Regions from separate parts of the Sus scrofa genome. Here region 1 is linked to region 2. Evidence: chromatin contacts called from public Hi-C data. All regions are on one chromosome and are shown on one strand. The core of a region is the stretch at or near the end of the contact, and the rest is flanking DNA. Distances in the headings are between cores, read along the strand shown.

Region 1 (3,103 bases), core at 202-2,701, 230 kb after region 2:
TGGCTTTCACACCCCTATCCTTGTGGGCGCAGATTCAGAGCTTTTCAGGGAGGTCATAGCCCCTTCGGCATCGACCCCAGCCCCTTCCTCTACCCCCGGCCCCAAGCTAAGGGGAAAGACACTGGAACCGAAGGCATCCACTCCCCCAAGGCCCGGGGAGGGGAGGGGCCCCTGCAGACCCCCACCCCGAAAGGACTTCGGTCTGGTCTCCAGGCTACTGTCAGTCCCTGGGAGGGCAGTCCCGGTGACACCTGAGCCTGGCAGTTGAGATTGGGGCCACGTCCTGTTCCTGGTCCTCCCTGAGTACACACAGAGAGGGGGTGGGGCCAGGCAGCCAGGGTCCCCTGTGGGCATCGAGGAGGGAGGACAGAGGGCTGGGATGGGGTGTGGTCCATTGTCCCTGGTGCCCTGGACTCTGTCCCTCCAAGGTTCTCGGACATGATGTCAATGATTGACCCAAAGCCGCTCCGGGAAGCTGAAGCTTACGAGGCGCCCTCACTGCTCCCTCCCCTAATTCCCTTTGGACCAAGGAAGGCTTCTGGGAGGCCCCTCCTTTGGGTTCCCTTCTTTCCAGAGAGAAGTTCAGAACCCCAGACCCCAGGGGGCCTCGGCAGGCAACCCCCTAGCCTTCGATGCTCACAGGTGTCCCAGTGTCCTCTCCCTTCAGACTCCCGCCCCCCAACCCCAGGCCTGGGGACCCCTGGGCAGCCTCCCAGCCTTGTTCCTCACAGATTCTGGAGACAGGCTCCCTGCTCCCTTTCCTGAGGCCTTACCCTGCAGAGGACCCTCAGCAGGTGCTGCTCCCCATTCCTCTGTGTACACCCTCCTAACAGAGACCCTCGAGACAGGCCCCCAGCCCCCTCTCCACCAAGATCTGCAGCCCCAGCTCCTCAGAGGGACCCCCAGCACCCTGTCCCCTCAGAGACCCAGAGTCCAGGCCGAAACTCCTCCTCCTCTTGGGGACCGCAGCTGCTTCTCCTGACAGCTGCCTAGACCCCAGCTCACCCCTCCCAGGCTCTGCAGCACCTGACACCCCCAGCCTGAGCCCTTTCCCCTCCTCAGGACCCTGTCCCTGCCTCCTTCCGGTTCAGGCTCTGCTTCCCAGGGCCCTGCCTCCAGAGAACCAGAGTCCAGGGCTGATAGCACCCCCTCCTCCCAGGGACCCCAGATGCACTCCGGGAAGGCTCCCCAGCCATGGCTCCCAGCCCCAGAACCCCGTCCTCCTCCCAGGACCTTCTTCCATCAGCTCATTTCCTGGTCCCTCCCCTCTGGGACTACGGCTCCCCTCAGCTCCACTCCTTGGGGCGACCCCAGCACCGCGCCCCCCTCCCCATTCCCAGTGTAGCTCTCCCTTTCCTCACTGGAGCCCGAGCCCCCATCCCAGCCTGGCCCCAGCCTCACCGTAGGCCTTGTCTGGGTCCTGTTTTTCCCCCATGGCTCAGTCTCCGGAGTGATTGGAGCCTGGGAGACCTGGCAGCTCACCTGCCACCTGCCCCGCCCTCCCTCTGGCACGTCACAGCCCCACCCCTGCCTGTGGTCCCTGACACACTCTAGTTCCTCCTACTTGACTCTGAGCTGGAAGGCGAGCCTGGGATGGGGTCAGGTCAAGGCTACTTGCTCAGGCCTCAAGGACCACGACCTGAAGGACTCCCGCACGCTCTAAGAAAACCCTCCTCAATTTTGCCAACTTCCTCACTGGTTGTACACTCCCGCCCACACCCTCCCGCAAAAGATTAAGTGTCCAGATGAGATTTGGCCTTGACCAGAGATCCTGCACCCGGTCACCCCCTGCCCCTCCCCCGGGCGGCCAGCCGCACCAGCCACACCAGGCACACCTGCCCGGCCTGCTTCCCATCCTCACCTGCCCCTCGCACCCACGTTCCCTCTGGCTGCAACCCCTCGGCTTATTACAAACCCAACATTTATTGAGAACAAAGGAAACCAGTTAGCATAGGGCCCCAATTTCAATTCATCAAACTTCAGCTAAGGATGGGGAACAGGGGGGTGGCCAGCCCTGAAGTCACTCTCCCAGGGAGGAACCAGCTCTGGGAGAGAGGGGCTGTCAGACCTCCAGGGCCTGGCGGGGATCTCTGGCTGAGGAATGTGTGGAGGGGTGCAGGGACAGGAGACTGTGGCACCCCCAGGTGTGGGCTGTGGGCAGCAAGTAGCAGAGGTGGCTGCCGAGTTGGTGGCCGTCCTGGGGTAGGGAGGGGTGTGTGTGGTCCACTCTCAGGGGTTGACGGGGGGCAAGGAGCTGAGCTCGGGCAGCAGCTCGGGGTGGGGGTCCAGGCGGGCCAGGCGGCTCTGCTCCAGGGCGATGGCCTCCGCTGAGTGCTTGCACTTCTCAGAGCCACACTGGCAGGTGAAATATTTGCTTTTGATGTCCCAGAAGCGGTCACCATAGTCAAACCTGTCAGGGGAGCACAGGCGGTCTGTGGGACCCAGACCCACTCCGAAGCATCTGTCCCCATCTTCTGCGGGGCTCTGAGGCCTCCTATGCTCTCTGCACCTACAGCCCCAGCGCTGCCCAGGAGCTTGTTAGGAATGAGGACTCTTGGGCCTCATCCCAAACCTACTGACTCAAAACCTGTGCGGCTTGGGACTCTGTTTATGGCCCGTTTCAGAGAAGCTCTGCTCTAATCCGTGCCTGGAGAGCAGGCACTCTCCAGCCTTCCTGCTCTGGTCCCGGGCCGGCTGCCCCTCCCACACCCATGGCCGCGTCCCAGGCTGCCTCACCCCAGCTCCTCCCCGGTCCGGATGTCTCGTGAACTGAAGAAGGCAATGCGCGGAAATCGCAGGTCTTGGTGTAGCATGAAGACCCGGACGGGGATGATGTTGGGGTCACACAAGTGGTTGATGAAGCGGCTGATGTTGCCGTAGTAACGGGCATCGATGCAGTAGACTTCACCATCCTGAGGGGAGGGCGGCAGTCAGCACATCCACCACCCACCACCCCTCGAGCCCACCGACAGCCCGAGGCCCCTTCCAGTTTCCATCTGCTGGCCGAGAGGAGGTGATGGAGGGGTCTCCCGCCCACCTTGTTGTCCAAGTCGAAGAGATAAGAATCATCCTCTCTCACGTCAGCCTCGGCATCAGAGATCAG
Region 2 (3,079 bases), core at 117-2,616:
CGTTCCTCAATCTCCTCTCTGCGTTTTTCATTTTTGCTATTCCCCATCACCTCCTTTCTATTTCAATCCCCATTTCTTCTAGTTCTCTTTACATTGCCCCCTTACTGTGGTCTGCACCCTTTTCCTATCCATCTTGCTTAACATGTATTATTTTCCACTTGCTTTCTTATTCTCTTTATTAGCTTTAATCTCTTCACTCCGCAATTCATCTCTTCCCCCTTTTTCTCATAAATTTATTTTCAGACTGGTCTTCTTAAATACTTACCAAGCAATCCCCATCTCCTCATTTAACTTGTCTTAAAGTTCTTGATTTCAGTTTTCATCCTGGTACTGTATGGATATCCCACCAACCCCCATTTCTTTCCTTTGCACCATTCTCTGTAAATGAATGCCTGGACACTCAGGAACTGACTGCTGATGCAGAGTTTGGCCTACCTGGGGAGCAGGGGGTATTAGGGAAAGAGAAGACTACCGATGGGCGTTTTTACTGGGGATAGGAAAATGAAGTTGGTTCTGGCCTTGGCTCCATGGTTACCTGATGTGCTTGAGTTGGATCCATAATGCTTTGTTTTTTTTCACATCTTCATAGGGTAAACCAGAGCCCACCAGTACTTCATGTGGAGACAGATTTTTTTTTTCCGGAGCTGGGATGGGGCAAGTGTAGGAAATGGTATATCCCAAGTACTTGGTTCTGTATAGCTTGGGAGTGTAGAGCCCCAATTGTTCCCTGAGGAGTTCTATGGCACCAGCCCCCAGTCTGGCTGAGCAAGCTCATAAAATCCTTAACTCCTGGCATACCTTCCTGCGAAGCTCCCCAAATGGGAGTGAGGCTTCTGGGAATGGAACCTGGGGCACAGTTAGGAAGCTGGTGTCAAGTAGGAGATCTAAAGCTTTGTTCCTTACATGATGGAGTTGTAGGTCTCTGGTTTTTTCTAGGCCTTGGGTTTGCCTTTTTTTTTTTTCTTTTTTTTATTGTAGGTCTACGAAATGATTTTGGTGGAGAGAGAAGAGCTTATTACTTGTGGGGATAATAAAAAGGATGCTACCCTTTATAAAGTGGCACAAAGAGGAGAGAGTTTATATTAGGAAAATACTGGATTTTTATTTGGGTTTTCTTGGCAAGAGGTGCCTTGGGGGGAAGAGGGAACATGGCATTTGGGCTCTGTTGGGAGCTCAGTTGATCGTGATTGCTTAAAAAGACCTGGGGTATTTGAATAGGCCAGAGGAAAAGATAAGCGAGGACCATATATCTGAGCTCCTGATGAGAATGAAAGGGTGCATCTAGGCTTTTGTTGATGTCTCTAAATGGAGCAGAGATGGAAACACTTGGTGTCTGGCCCACAGGCTCCGGCACGTTTTGGGGGAGGTGCCTGCAGGACCCAACGTACTCAATGAGCTTCCAGCGCAATGTCCGATCGCTCGGGGCCGACTGCCAAGGGGAAGGATGGAAAGAAGTATTCCTCGCTCAACCTGTTTGATACGTATAAGGGCAAGTCCTTAGAGATCCAGAAACCCGCTGGTGAGGGTCCTGCAAAGATGTTCCTAATTATTGGAGGCTGGGCATGAATGGGGTGTGTGTTTCAGAGCTCTTTGAAGGGAACCTATATCAAAACATTAGATGAACACTAGAGACTTTCCAGCTTTATCTTGGGTCCTGTAGGGGTACATTGCACTTTGGGTGAACACCAGTACCCTCCTACAAAGGCGTGTCTGTGGTTTCCTGTCTTTGGACACGTAAGAATTGGAGGCAAAGAAATATGGACTTGGAGACGTCTGGGGCCAGCTTGCTCCCTGCAGGCTCTAGTTCAACCATCCTACATAGAAGTATTGAATGTAAAGCATCTCTGCCTTCCTTCCTTCCTGATAGGATTTTGGAGATTACCTGGGGACAAAGAGAGGGAAGGTTTCTGAGAGAACTTTGATAATAAGACATTGAGAATGTCTAAATGGGGCCTGAGGTAGGATGCTCAGATCTTCAGTGTGAAGCATTTTTCACCTTCATCTTTTCTCCAGTTGCCCCTCGCCATGGCCTGCAGAGTCTCGGGAAAGTTGCTATTGCTCGGCGTATGCCACCCCCAGCCAACCTTCCAAGCCTGAAAGCCGAGAACAAAGGCAATGACCCCAACGTCTCACTAGTGCCGAAAGACGGAACAGGATGGGCAAGCAAACAGGAGCAGTCCGACCCCAAGAGGTAGACAGGCTTGGGGGACCTAGAGTTAAGGAGTACTTTAACTTTGGAGTTCCTATTGTGGCTCACTGGTAACGAACCTGAGTAGTATCCATGAGGATGTGGGTTCAATCCCTGGCCTGGCTCAGTGGGTTAAGGATCTGGTGTTGCCGTGAGCTGTGGTGTAGGTTACAGATGCTGCTCGGATCTGGCATTGATGTGGCTGTGGTGTAGACCAGCAACTGCAGCTTCGATTCCCCCCCTAGCTTGGGCACTACCATATGCTGTAGATGCAGCCCTAGAAAGACAGGGAAAAACCCCAAACAAACCATGAGTATTTGGACTTCAGAATGAATTGGGGCTTGGTCTGGCCTGGCCACATGAGAGTCAGAGACAAAGAGGGAAGACTCTCTTCTGCCTGTTGAAAGACTCCTGTTAGATGACTAAGGAATGGTTCCTTTAGCTTTCACACAGAAAGAAAGCTTGAAGAACAGATGACAGCCTATGGTATGGATGACAAGTTTATGGTATTGTATTTATAAACGGTAGCAAGGAAGCCTGGGATCAGTCTTTATCCTCCATCAGTTGGAGCAGCAGGGGAGCCAGAGCCATTTCAAGCTCTGGATGACCTTCCCATCCTACCATCCCCTCAGTTCCGATGCCTCAACCGCTCAGCCGCCGGAATCGCAGCCACTGCCGGCTTCACAGACGCCTGCCTCCAACCAACCGAAACGACCCCCAGCAGCCCCAGAGGTATCTGAAGACCTGGATGTTATTTAAGGTGTATGGGCAGGAATGGCTTGTAGCTCCTCACCTACATCACCATTTATCATTTCTGCTTTCTCAGAACACTCCTTCGGTTCCAAGCGGGGTAAAGTCCTGGGCACAAGCCAGCGTCACCCATGGAGCACA

What was found. A called contact is a pair of places that touch in the nucleus more often than the background predicts.
Region 1: a contact with region 2 is called in a Hi-C map of epiblast stem cells, with 2.9 times the contacts expected there. The contact joins the promoter of SLC44A4 here to the promoter of PRRC2A in region 2. A contact is called at or near these places in 1 of 5 promoter capture datasets (fetal liver) and 1 of 47 Hi-C or Micro-C datasets (epiblast stem cells).

Annotation. Positions count from the first base shown.
Region 1 is chr7:23,975,779-23,978,881 of Sscrofa11.1, forward strand. SLC44A4 (solute carrier family 44 member 4) reads right to left here and starts at 1,452. Exons shown (of 21, transcript NM_001101818.1): 1 at 1,402-1,452. The coding sequence starts at 1,435. EHMT2 (euchromatic histone lysine methyltransferase 2) reads right to left here. Exons shown (of 29, transcript NM_001101823.1): 27 at 3,038-3,103; 28 at 2,737-2,912; 29 at 1,905-2,410. The coding sequence ends at 2,230.
Region 2 is chr7:23,740,936-23,744,014 of Sscrofa11.1, forward strand. It overlaps PRRC2A (proline rich coiled-coil 2A), which reads left to right and starts at 1,367. Exons shown (of 32, transcript NM_001114675.1): 1 at 1,367-1,519; 2 at 2,014-2,191; 3 at 2,821-2,920; 4 at 3,015-3,079. The coding sequence starts at 1,408.